3 separate regions of the Mus musculus genome follow, and regions 2 and 3 are each linked to region 1. A link is a contact called in public Hi-C and promoter capture Hi-C data. All regions are on one chromosome and are shown on one strand. Each heading gives the region's core, a stretch centred on a gene start, on an enhancer-like site or on the middle of the called end of the contact. The rest is flanking DNA. Distances are from core to core; before and after follow the strand shown. Region 1 holds the start of Ndufa6 (NADH:ubiquinone oxidoreductase subunit A6). Region 2 holds the start of Nup50 (nucleoporin 50). Region 3 holds the start of Atf4 (activating transcription factor 4).

Region 1 (4,398 bases), core at 978-3,477:
GGGTGTCCTTTGGAGATTAGGTTGTAAACTGGACTTAGTGGTAACAGGACTGTAAACCCAGCCTACAGGCTGGAGGTTTGCCGTGGCTGTGTATGGTGCTATGAATCCACAGCAAGATCTTGTTTCAAAAGAGAAAAGCAGGCTTTAGTCACCCATCCCCTGACACTCAGCCTTCGGCAGATTTGCTGAGGACACCAAGGATACAAAAGGATCACTAGGTGTTAAACATTCTGGCTACAGAGGTCAGTATATTCATTTAGTGAAGATACCTTGTGCACTGGCCATTCTTGTGACATGTCCACTCTGATCTATAAAACTGCAATCAGCCAACCATGGTGGCAGATGCCTTTAATCCCAGAATTGAGGCAAAACCTTAACAAAAACAAAAACAGTGCTGGGCATGGTGGCGCACGCCTTTAATCTCAGCACTCGGGAGGCAGAGGCAGGCGGATTTCTGAGTTCGAGGCTAGCCTGGTCTACAAAGTGAGTTCCAGGACAGCCAGGGCTATACAGAAAAACCCTGTCTCAAAAAAACAAAAAACAACAAACCAAACCAAAACACAACACCCAAAAACAAAACCAAGCCCGGTGTGGTAGCACAGAGGCAGATGGCTCTTTGAGTTCAAGGCCTGCCTGGTTTACGTAGCAAGTTCCAGGCCAGCCAAGGCTACAATGTGAGACGCTGTCTCAGAAAAACAAAACAACAAAAAGTCACAAAAACACAGACAAAATCATGCTGTGTCTAAATCAGGTTTGAATCTTTTGTTATACTCCAATTCAGTGATTGCAGAAATGGTGAACACTAGGCTAGGTTCTGAGAGAGCTGTCACCAAGGTCAGTGCGCACACAGGGATTTCAGGAAAGAACTGTACAATGACAAACTGAGACAAGTTTAAGTTGAGACAGAACCCGTCACTCAGAATCTTAGTATTTGTGAAGCATCAGGCCCAGAGACTGAAGGGTGCAGTATTATAACTACTGTCAGGTAAACTCCAGCCTGAGGTGGGCATGGTTTTTTTGTTTTGTTTTTTCTCCAGTCTGTGTTCTAATAACTAAGAGGAATCTTCTCCCATCAGTGCCTCCCCCGAGTTTTATATCAGTTACTTAAGTAACCTATTTAATACAGTAACTCCCGGAAGAAGACAGTATTATGGCCATTTCACAGATGAGCAAATACCGGTGAAAAATCTTACCCAAGGTCACACAGCTAATAAAGGTCGAAACTGAGGACAGTGTGGCTGCCTCTCAAGCAGTGCTGAGGCGTGCTGTGGAGCTGTTGTTACTCATTGGAAAACGCCTTTCCCCTCAGATCAGCTCAAGTTAAATACATGTCTACTCAACAACAAAAGATGTCCCTGACATATGTAGGACATTTGAACTCTCGCTAACCCCCTTTTAAAATCCACTACAGTGGCAGCATTGAGGGAGACAACCAAGATTGCAGATTCACACTCGCCACTCAGGTGAACAGACTAGATTCTCCCACCTACGGGAAAAGGCGTGTTTTGCAGCAGAAGGGGGTTAGACTTCAAAATTCTGGGGCAAGCTGATCTAGTGAGCAAAGCTGGGGAGCTCTGAGGGGCCATTTCGTCTGGAGGCTTCAAAGGGCAGCAGGCAGCTACTGGGTGACCTTCGTCAAGTCGTTTCCCTCTCGTGATGCAGTTTGTTCTCCAGACTAAGTAACAGATAACTGCTAAAGCCCTTCGCCACTTTAGTTACAAAATCGAATGGGCATCTAGAACCTTCTCTGGAACTGTAAAGCTGGGTTCAAGAAGCACCCGGGGCTAGCTCAGGACCGCGGACGCCCCTCCCAGGGGCTCCATAAGAAATAAGGAACAAAGGCCACCAAAGCAACTGGGGCGCTCGGAAGCCCTGTCCCGGTGTGGGGCACTCTGGCTCGGGTGACCCCCTTCCCCCGAAGCCCAGGGCTCGTTTCTGTCCCACTACGTGACCTCAGCTCGGCCGAGAGACCTTGGGCAGGTGCCTCCGGCGCCCCGAATGCACCCCTGCCTCTCACCGGTGTTCGGCACCTCCCGATACCAAGCGCGGTAGAGCTCGCGCACCCTCCGCTTGGCCTCGTTCAGGTCGCGACTGAAAATGGGCTTCACCGAGGTACTGGCTGCCGCAGCAGCAGCTTGGCGCAGGCCGGTGGCCGCGGCCGCCATCTTGCCGAGGAAGCCCCGCCCCTTCAGCGTGCGCACGCGCGGTGCCACGGGACTCGCTGCCGTGCCTCCTGCAGTGCAGAGGGAAGGACTGACTGGACTAGGGCTCTCTGATTGGCTGGAAGCCTCGGGCTCTGCAATGCGCATGCTCTACCGCGGAAACACCGATCCGGGGTTGGCTCGTTCAACGGCGGCGCTGAGGAACCACCAGGAGGCGCAGCGTCGAGGCTTCAGGCAGCGGTGAGGCGCTCTGTCTGCTCTTACCAAAAGTTTGTTCCTTCAGCCAGGCGCCGTGGTTGGCAGGCTCGGAGGAGAAGACCTCGGGCATAGATAACGGTGCCAGGCGGCAATGGCAGTCTTTCCGCAGCAACAGTGCGTACTGCTGAGCATATTGTGTATGTGCTTCCGGAAAACCGTTTTCTTGTAGACATGGTGTCGATCGCAAAAGCGCCTCTGGCTTGAGCTTTTTGGCGTTTCTCAGCCCCGTTTGTTTACTTACTTCATGCCATTGTTTTGAGTTGTCGTCTCACTGCGCCTGGCCTGGAACTCACTTACGTAGACCAGCCAGGCTGGCCTCAGAGCTTGCAGTGATTTCTCTGCCTCTGCAGGTTTGTGCCCACAGCACTTGCGGTTGCCTTTTTGTAAATAAATGTGTGTGGGTGTTTTGGATGTTTGTATAGGTGTGCGCCACGTGTGCTTTTTGGAGTCCATGGAGGCCAAAAGAAGGCTATGGATTCCTCTGGGACCGACGGTTATGATTTGCTTTGTGGAGCTGGGAATTGAGCCCAGGTCCTTTGGCAGAGCAGTTAGAGTGCTTAAGCACTCACTGAGGCATCTCTCCAGCCCCGCAGTTACATTTGACCTTGCACTCCACATTTCCCCTGCTTCAGTCTCCTTAGTGCTACTTCACCTAGCCTAATCATTTCCATTTTAGACTAGGGATTTTACATCCCAAACCATGGAAGCTATATCTACCTCTGTATCTAATCTATATCTATACTCTATGGTATATATCTATATATATTCGCTGCTATATAAATAAAAGCTGAAGAATTGCTGCCTAACGACATTCTAATATAGTAAGTGCACCATGCTTTTATGGATATTTTTGTGGTGATTTGAACAAACAGTACTTCCAGTCAAAGTACAATGCACACAGATATGCTCAGCACACAGCATTTAAACTCTCATGGAGGAGAGCATGGCAGCAGGCAGGCATGAGTGGCCTTGAAGCAGCAGCTGAGGTCTTACAATAGAGAAAGACTGGGCCGGCCTCTAGTCACTTCTAGTGACACATCTTCAACAAGGGCCACATACTCCAACAAGGCCACACCTCCTAGTCCTTCCCAAAACAGTTCCACTAACTAGGGACCTAGCATTCAAACACATGAACTTATGGGGCCCAAACCACCACATTATTGATTTTTGTTTTTTTCTTTTATTCTCTCCCCTCCTTTTTGAAACCTGGCTAACCTGGGACTTTCTTTATAGACCCATGTTGGATGATTCACAACTACCATAACTAGCTCTAAGGGGCCCAGTAACCTTTTTTCTAGCCTCTATTAAGCACCTGCATAATGTGGTCCCTATACACATACACACATGAACACACACACACACACACACACACACACACGCACATACAGATAAATTATTTAAAAAATTTAGTTTTTCAGACTTGTTTTAAGGTCTAAAATGTAGTCTTTTCTGTCGTGACTAGTATTTCATGTGCATATAAACCAAGACATTCTCTAGTTTTGGCCATCTACAGGTACATAGTCGTGATTCAGCGACCTTTATGAGGTTTGGAGGAGGTAGGAATTGCTGTCATGCGCTATGCCCACTCACTTGATATCACTGAGTACCCTCAGAGGCAGGCTCTGTGTCCTTTCTGTGTCCCAGCATGCTGCTGTACCCCACATGGAAGCTCAACAAACACTGGCTGGGTGAGTGGATGGCACTTGGACGCTGCTAGGCTCCCTTCTTACTTATGATTCAGAGGATAGGCTGCTCGGTGTTAAGCCCTCCCATGTCACTGTGACTTCCATGTCTTCAGGACTTCACATGGCGCTCCCTCATCACCTCGTTACTGCCCCCTTATCCTTGAATGGCGTTGAACTGAACCAAAGGAGTACCAGTGAGGGTGTTACCCCTCGCCGGGCACACTTAGAACCACCTTGAGGCAATTGGCATGACACCCTTCTCAGATATGGAGGGGTTGTCTATCTGAAAGCTC
Region 2 (4,398 bases), core at 538-3,037, 2.6 Mb after region 1:
AGTACTACGGCCTCACAGGCGCTAGGCAGATACTTTACCACTGAACACCCCCAACCCTTTCTGGTTCTTCATTTGGTTGCTTTTTGGTAGTTGTGTTTTTGTTTGCTTTTGAGACAGGGTCTCAATATGTGAGGCTGGCCATCTTGGAACTATGAAGATCAAGCTAGCCTGGAATTCAGAGATCTGCCTCTGTACTGGGATTTAATCAAGTACTGGGATTAAAATGAGCACCACTATGACCAGCCAGTTTTGTATTTTTATTTATTTTTGGGAGAGGGTCTAAGTTGCTCAGGCACGCTCAACATAGATTTGAATTTTATCTGTGGCCCAGAATAGGCCTTAAAGTTTTGATTCTCCTGCCTCAACTGTCTGAATAGCTGTGATTGTGGGTCTGGTCTGTATTAATGAGGATCTTCTTGTTACTCTGGCTGGCCTGGGCTGATCCTCTTGCCTCAGCCTTCCAGTAACTGTGACTTTAGTTGAAAATGCCCATGACCTGACTGACTTCAGATACTTAAATTATCTCTGGAGTACTTATAGCACTAAATATGACGTTAACGACATAGCTGAAATGTGTAGAGAATGACAAGAAAAATACCTTGCATGTATTTAACACAAATTTTCAGAAGACACTTCATTGGCAGTCAGTTGAATCAAGAACAAATGTGTGCATTAAATGCGATCTGGCTTTTTCTCTTTCACTCTGCTGGATCTGGGGGAACTGAATTTAGGGCTTTCCTCGTGCTAGCCAAGTACTCTACCACCGTGCCAGCTAGTCTCCTTTTGCAGTTCTTGCAGATCGATGGATGAAACACCCTGAAAATAAGGGACTTGACTTCTCCCTTGGAACCCCCTTTGTCCTCTCTCAAAAGTTTGGAACTATTGCTCTAGAAATGCTAGTTTCTCTGAGACCCGTTTCCGGATGGTTAAGGATGGGTCTGACATTCTGGTTCACATTCTCGTTAAAACTCAAGCAGAAGAATTAGACCAACCGGAATCCCTTCTTAAACAACTGAACCGCTTTAGAGTGCTGTAGTCAGCTAAAAGCACACAAAACACGAGTCCTGGTCCAGGACGCATACGGTTCGTCCCGCAGCTGAATCCCTCCGGGGACTTCATCTCCTGTGGGCCCTAGCTGGTCCTGCAGCTTGGGGCAAATTTACAGCTCCCAACGAGGAAATCTGTGGACATCTATCATAAAGCAGCAATTGGGGCAGGTGACCTTTAGAGTCCGTCCCGCAGGGCTCTCCAGCCCCATGTCGGGAAGAGCTACCACAAGCTTCCAAGTCTCCGCAGACTGAGATCCACCCTCCCCAAGGCCCGTCCACGTGAGAATCACGTTGCACCCGCCTCGTGCTCCCCCCAGATCCACGGCCAGTCTCCTCAGCCACCCACCACACCATCGGAGGCCTCCAAAGTCACTGACCACAACGCCTCCCGCTAGTGTCTCGGCAGCGATTGGCGCGCGAACCTCCTCAAACTGGGACGGCGGCCGACACGTGACCAACGTGCTTAACCCGCGTTTGACAGTGGCTTTGGCTCCCGGCCCGCTGCCCGCGCTCCCTGTGCGCACGCGCGAGCTCCAATGGTCCTCCCGGCGACTGTTTCTAGGGCGGGCTTGCGCATGCGCCGCGCGACCCAAGTGGCCCTCAGGAGAAGGGGCCGGCGGCGGAGGCTCCGACGCGCATGCGCAGTAGCTGGATGCGGGCGTCGCTTGCCTCTTCCCCCTCCCCCTCTCTTTTCCCTCCGATTGGTTCGGAGGCGTCCATTCGAGTTACAAGATGGCGGCCCCGGGCGCTCTCTTCACCGTTCTGTAGCAGCTTCGGGCTGAGCGGATGTCTCTTCTTGTCCTCAGTGTCGGACTCAGAGACACACGGCTCCCGAGTTCTGCTGATCACGAAGTTCCCGGAGGCGCTCGACGCACCGGAATCTCCCAGCGGCCGCGACCGCCGCCTCGGCCCTGCTCGCCGCGGCGCCGGGACTCCAGCGTGATCGGCGGCGGCAGTCAAGGTAGGTGAGGGCCGGGCAGGCCAGGAGGGCGGGGCGGCGGCCGCCTTGGCGACGCGGCGGGCTGTTTGTGAAGCCGGACCGGGCCGGGCCTGCCGGGCGAGCCGCCTGGCAGTGGAAGGCTCGGCTGAGCGCGGGCCTCGGCCCCAGCGGAGGTAGGCGGCGGTGGCAGGGCCGCCCTGGCCCAACCCTGGCTGGCCTTCGCCCCTTACATGTCGTCTCCCCGGCTGTTCGGTCCCCCGGTGCCCTCACCGAGTTTCCAGGCCGTTGGTCACCCGGGTTCGTCCAGGGCCACTTTTGAGGTTTGGGCTTTTCCGGGGCGTTATAGTGACCTCGATCGGCTCCTGGTGTTTTCCTGTGAAAGTCATCTCTTGACCGCAGAGTTGTGCGGGTGCGCACACCGCAGGAAGCGGCCCGATCGTGAATAATTCACACACACACACACACACACACACACACACCATCACCATCCCCTGTCAACACACACACACACCCCGTCCCCCGGCAACTTCCTAGCTTCATATCTTAAAAGCATTTCGTGGAGCCATTTTACCCACAAACGCAGACATTTGGCAAAGTCTTCCGGGCAGCTGTTGTAAGTCATTTATTACAGGGATTAAATTTCCCCGGTAACATATTGGTAGAAGCTTATCTAGTACGTACGAGACCCTGGATCCTGTCCCCACCGCTTTAAAAGAAAAATAAAACAGAAAAGCTTTAATAACAACAATAATAGCTGGCAGATAAGTCTCAAGTGCCAGGCCTTGTTCCAGATAATTTGCAGAGTTGTGTTTAACTATGGAATGTGAAATAAGTAGGTATTTGGTGCTTTAAAAAAAAAAGTATGTATCTCCTATGTTGGCCTTGAACTTGTTCTATGGCTTAGACTGGCCTCAAACTGTCATCCTGCTTCAGCCTCCCTCTACCATCACCCGGGTTGGTGAAATGTGTTTTAAAAGTTTAGCCTATAGTAGTAGTTACTTTTCCCTCTACAGCTTTTGAGTTTTGGAGTAAAAATAGGGGTTATTTTTGTTACTATTTTGACAGGACACTTCCTCTGTTTGAGGCACTCTTCTAAGCTATGCCATCTTAGTTTTCATAGCAGTCCCTCTGTCCCACAGATAATCATTCGCCAAACCCGATTGCCCAGGCTCGCTCAGCTTGTCCTGGAAGCTAGCAATAGCATCTTGTATTTTCTCAAATAAGTAATGCCTCGGACCACTGAATCAACAACAGATCTATGAGCCAGGTAGGTTTGGGACATTTTAGAGTCATCAGGAAACAAAACTAGAATTCCTGGCCTCTGACTCATCTGAGTAAAGTGTGAAATGGCAGCGGCAGCATTCGTTTGTTTTAGTCTGTCAGGTACTCTTTAGTTTCAAGTCTGAGCTAGACAGTTTAAATGCGTTTCCCACTATTCCTTTTGTCCACATCTTAAAACAGTAAATCTAGCAGGGTCACTGCTTACCTCTTTTGCCCTCTGGTGGTGATGTTAGGTAATGATTAGAAAAATTTCCCTAGGGATCCAGAGACCTCACCTGTGAACAGTTCTGTAAAGAACGCTATTTCTGATAAGATTAATTTTGCAGCGGTTTGGGAGAGGAGTTAAAAAGAGACGGTTCCCAGTTACTGATATTTATTAAAACTCATGCTGTATATTTTAGAATCTTCATTTTTAAAATCATTCATTCTGTAATCAGAAAACGTGCCTGTAAGAGAAAAATGTAAAAGGTTGGAATGTTTCGAAAGCTGGAGCCCTGCACGTCAGATATTGGAAGGCTTTGGAATTTATGATTTCAAACTTACTCTGTAGTTGCTAATCTGCTGTAGAGCATTAAGCGATGGGTAAGTTTGTATCTAATGACTGTTCCAGGCCTACTCTGGTGGGATGTTGTGCTGAGGGTAAATGAATGGAGAAAGTATCAGGAAGGAGTACCTACTGCCAGCCTGGGCAAGTACCCTCGCTGCTAAAGCTGCTCTGAAGAGATGAAACAGTGCTTAGAACAAAACCCTCCAAGCTCCTGTCTCTCTCTCTGTCTCTCTGTCTCTCTCTCTGTCTCTCTCTCTGTCTCTCTCTCTGTCTCTCTCTCTGTCTCTCTCTCTCTCTCTCTCTCTCTCTGTGTGTGTGTACAGTGCCTGTGCAGGACAGTAGAGGGCACTAGATCCCCTGTAACTCCCAACAGGAATATGAGCTGCCTGACATGGGTGCTGGAACTGACTTGGGTCCTTTGCAAGAGTAATAATGTGTGCTCTTAACTGCTGGGCTATTATCTCCCTAGCCCCTGTTATTGCTATTTCTAAAAGGCAAGGCATTTTTTTTCTGGAAACAGGTTTTCTCTGTGTAGCCCTGGCTGTCCTAGAACTTATTCTGTAGACTAGCCTGGCCTTAAA
Region 3 (4,398 bases), core at 1,176-3,675, 2.1 Mb before region 1:
GGCCCATCATCTCCTACTCCACTGTAATCCACTGCAGGGCTGGCTCTGATGGTTAAGATGAATCCGCTTCAGGCTGGGAGATCTGAGAGCAGGATGCACTGTGTGTTCAGAGCCTTCTACCAAGGTACATTTCCTTGGCATTATGACTTGATAAAACTGAGAGCATTTGCTACAACTTTAGCTTTTTTAGTATAAAAGCTCAAGCCAAGGTAAATGAGGAGGCCCTTGGGAACACAGTGACCCTTGTACCAGGCTAGGAGGTTACAAGCCCCTGAGACTGAGTGTCCAGAATATCAGCATGCAGGTTCTATGTTTAACTGCAGGTGGAGTGATGTGGGTGTTAACTTTTATTTTGATCACCTTGTAGTCTTTTAAACCCTTGGTCTCTGAGGCCAAGTCCACAACTTGCCTTCCAGTCACTTGCCTGCTGGTAGAATGGAATCAGTCACTAATCTTTGTGTCCTGTCTTGGCTGGGGCCATATAGGAGCAGCTTAGCTACTAAGGCCCAGAGAACCTTTATCCTCCTTCTCCTTGAAGGAGAGAAATTGAACTGGTGAAATCAGCGTCTTCTGCAGCATGGGAAGAAGAAAATAAAAATCTCCTTTCCAACAACTCTGACGTGTCTATGTGGTATCAGGTATATTCTTACATCGGTGCTAGGAATACGACGGGGGAAAAGAAGCCACCAGACATTCTCCTGGGATCTCTAGTGTCAATAATTTTAAACTTCTGTATGGCCAACCTGTATGGTCAGGAGCCTTGTTAGAGCTGAGAAAAAATTTCCATGACTGGTTAAGCAAGCTTTGGCCAGCCAAACAGCCCCTCACTGGCTGTTTGGAGACTCTTATGGGAAAGCATTAGGGTTGATAGAAAACAGCTGTTGGGATAATTGGTTGTTAGCACCCTAACAGAAGAGTGGGGGGACTCCAGGCTGCCTGCAGGGTAGATACATGTGATAGAAAACAGCTGCTAGGATAATTGGCTGTTAGAAAGGAGGCCAGAAAAAGAAGTGCAAGCTTACACCACGTGGAAGGTTTCTGGGGAGGCACGTTTTTGTATAGCAAAAGGCAGTCATGTATCACAGGTTCAGGAGTTTAGCAAAGCAAGGGGTGGGCATACATCATAGAGTTAGGAACTCAGCATAGGTTAAAAACCATGGTTTGCAGGGTACATTATGCTTAGGGGACAGAAACTTGTAAGGGATGTCCACTTAATGTAGCAGTGTGGCTGCTGTTTTGGTTTCCAGAGCAAAGAGAGGACATAGTTACCCTTTTGTTGCTTTTGCATGGAAAGACTAGGTAACTTCTGTATGTGTGCACATGCACTTGTGACTTCTTTGGGTATAAAAACATCTCATTATGTAGGCCTCGTGTTTTATGGTTGGTTCCGTCTCAGTAAACAATAATAAAGGCTCCTCTGAGGAAGGAGGATGGAGTTAGGGATATAGGGACTGGAGAGTTAGGTTCGAATTAATAAATAGCAATCAATCATATAATCAAGGACGACCTTGAACTATGGTACCCGAGCGCTAGGGTTGGGTTGTACAAGGCTTGCAAATAATCACTGAGCAGTAAGTGGCAGGCACTGTGCCAGTTGAGTGGTATTTGTGTGAGTCACTTAAACAGAAGTGGAAACTCTTTTTAAGATTTCCAGGCTGGAGTTGGAAAGAGCCTCTCAGCACTCTCAAAACAGCATCCTTTATGGTGAGGCCTTGACCAGTACCTGGGGCTCCCGATCACTTAGGCGGCAGGCTCACTCATCAGGATGACTTCTTGGGAAGGTGATACCTGGAAGTTAAGGCTTGAGAGCCAACTGAATAAACCTGATCTTAAGGGAACTGACCCTATACAAACCGGCAGTGAGGGCCTCTATGATGGGAGGATGGGCATAGGAGGTTAGACCTGAGGTTAGGCATGTTTCCCCGGTTCAGGGGAAATCGCTGAACTGGAGGAACCGGAATATCTCCCAAGAAGACCCCAACACGAACGCCCTGCCTCCAAGTGCCGTCCCTGTCCCAGGACTGACAGGAAGCTGAAGGTTTGGACCAGCTAACTCAGAAGGGTCTCTCCACATGCCTGAAGCCTGCCCACTCGGTTCTGGAAACAACAAATACATGAAAAGATGGCTTCCAGCCCAAAGGTCACGCCTGGAAGCTGTTTGCTCGGTGCGGAGCGATGCCGGAGAGAGCAAATACACATGGATCACATCTGACAAGAGATGGCAGGTGTGACAGTCTGGCGCCCGGAACCTCTGGTGGCTCCTCCCTTTCCACGCAGACCCCTGATCCTAGAGCGCCCAGGTGCAGAGCCAATAGGAACTTGAGGTTTAGGTGACTCGCCACGCCTGGGCCAATCAGCTCGACGCGCGCTCCGACGGCGTCTCGCGTGATAACCTGGCAGCTTCGGCTTTGACCGTCAGAGCTTTGGCTAGGTGTCCCACCCCGCCTTGTAAGACACCGGAAATTCGTCAACGAGCGATCCCTCCGCGCTCCGGAACCAGACCGCGGCTGGTCGTCAACCTATAAAGTAGTGCACTTTTCTCTCATGGGGCCTTTAGGACGATCTCTAACGCCACAGTTACCCCCCGAGCACAGCGGAGAAGGGTTGGGGCGGGCGAGGGCGTCAGTGAGAGGCGGTTTGGTGGCGCTGCGGTAGGATCACGTGACCACAGTGGGAGGATACGCGGTGTGCTGCGTCCCTGGCCGAGGCTATAAAGGGCGGGTTTAGGGCGTGCCGCCGCCATTTCTGCTTGCTGTCTGCCGGTTTAAGTTGTGTGCTCGGGTGTCCCTTTCCTCTTCCCCTCCCGCAGGGCTTGCGGCCACCATGGCGTATTAGAGGCAGCAGTGCCTGCGGCAGCGTTGGCCTTTGCAGCGGCGGCAGCAGCACCAGGCTCTGCAGCGGCAACCCCCACCGGCCTAAGCCATGGCGTGAGTATGGGGCCGGCCGCGGAGGGCGGGGGCCTCGCTGTGGTTGGGTGCGGCCCGGGCGCGGTGGCCGGCACACGCGGTTTTACAAGCGGCCGGACGCGTCGGCCTTGTTTGCGTTGCCTGCGACGCCGGCGCTCCCGGGCAGAGCTGGGCGGAGGAGTGTCTAAAGCGCTACTGCTGCCCCTTCGTCCTGTCTTAGCTTAATCATCTCGGGCTCACCGGGGTCCCCGTGTCATCCTGCGAACGTGGCGATGCCCAAGATGGCGGTGGGGCGGGGGTGTGAGTCACGGGGGCGGGGCGCGGCGGCCTTGGCCGTATTAGGACGCGAGGACAAGCTGCTTCCTCTGGGTGGCCGGTGAAGCAAAGCTAAGCCTCCATCTTGTGCAACCCGAGCTGGCGGCCGGGGAGGCTTACACAATGGCCTTGGGCCCGCGTGCTCTCCCTGTAGACGCTTCTGGGATTTGGCCATCCGGCATCTTAGATAGAAAGATGACTGGACTTGCTTTTGGGTCCCCATCCAGGCTCTTCACGAAATCCAGCAGCAGTGTTGCTGTAACGGACAAAGATACCTTCGAGTTAAGCACATTCCTCGAATCCAGCAAAGCCCCACAACATGACCGAGATGAGCTTCCTGAACAGCGAAGTGTTGGCGGGGGACTTGATGTCCCCCTTCGACCAGTCGGGTTTGGGGGCTGAAGAAAGCCTAGGTCTCTTAGATGACTATCTGGAGGTGGCCAAGCACTTGAAACCTCATGGGTTCTCCAGCGACAAGGCGGGCTCCTCGGAATGGCCGGCTATGGATGATGGCTTGGCCAGTGCCTCAGACACCGGCAAGGGTGAGTAGGACGGCTGTCCTGGTGTGCCCTTTTCATATGGATCTGGTGTTCTAATGGCTTTCTGCCTCCCGAATATGACATGAACCGTTCACACCTGAATTTCTTTTCCCAGAGGATGCCTTTTCCGGGACAGATTGGATGTTGGAGAAAATGGATCTGAAAGAGTTTGACTTCGATGCTCTGTTTCGAATGGATGACCTGGAAACCATGCCAGATGAGCTCTTGACCACGTTGGATGACACATGTGATCTTTTTGCCCCTCTAGTCCAAGAGACTAATAAGGAGCCCCCTCAGACAGTGAACCCAATTGGCCATCTCCCAGAAAGTTTAATAAAAGTCGACCAGGTTGCCCCCTTTACATTCTTGCAGCCTTTCCCCTGTTCCCCAGGGGTTCTGTCTTCCACTCCAGAGCATTCCTTTAGTTTAGAGCTAGGCAGTGAAGTTGATATCTCTGAAGGAGACAGGAAGCCTGACTCTGCTGCTTACATTACTCTAATCCCTCCATGTGTAAAGGAGGAAGACACTCCCTCTGACAATGACAGTGGCATCTGTATGAGCCCAGAGTCCTACCTGGGCTCTCCCCAGCATAGCCCCTCCACCTCCAGGGCCCCACCAGACAATCTGCCTTCTCCAGG

The links. Promoter capture Hi-C pulls out the DNA fragments that hold promoters and counts their contacts. Hi-C and Micro-C count contacts between places; a contact is called where the count stands out from the background.
Region 2: a contact with region 1 is called in a Hi-C map of B cells, with 6 read pairs. The contact joins the promoter of Nup50 here to the promoter of Ndufa6 in region 1. A contact is called at or near these places in 1 of 39 promoter capture datasets (the 3T3-L1 cell line), 1 of 484 Hi-C or Micro-C datasets (B cells), 1 of 115 datasets of contacts at active chromatin or transcription factors (double positive thymocytes) and 1 of 9 other capture datasets (liver).
Region 3: a promoter capture Hi-C map of liver shows a contact between it and region 1, with 4 times the contacts expected there. The contact joins the promoter of Atf4 here to the promoter of Ndufa6 in region 1. A contact is called at or near these places in 2 of 39 promoter capture datasets (liver and pre-B cells) and 1 of 9 other capture datasets (adipose tissue).

The regions. Positions count from the first base shown.
Region 1 is chr15:82,352,064-82,356,461 of GRCm38.p6, forward strand. Ndufa6 (NADH:ubiquinone oxidoreductase subunit A6) reads right to left here and starts at 2,228. Exons shown (of 3, transcript NM_025987.3): 1 at 2,018-2,228. The coding sequence starts at 2,165.
Region 2 is chr15:84,921,641-84,926,038 of GRCm38.p6, forward strand. It overlaps Nup50 (nucleoporin 50), which reads left to right and starts at 1,788. Exons shown (of 8, transcript NM_016714.2): 1 at 1,788-2,010.
Region 3 is chr15:80,252,759-80,257,156 of GRCm38.p6, forward strand. Atf4 (activating transcription factor 4) reads left to right here and starts at 2,426. Exons shown (of 3, transcript NM_009716.3): 1 at 2,426-2,927; 2 at 3,449-3,763; 3 at 3,876-4,398. The coding sequence starts at 3,541. Mief1 (mitochondrial elongation factor 1) reads left to right here. Exons shown (of 6, transcript NM_178719.5): 6 at 1-613.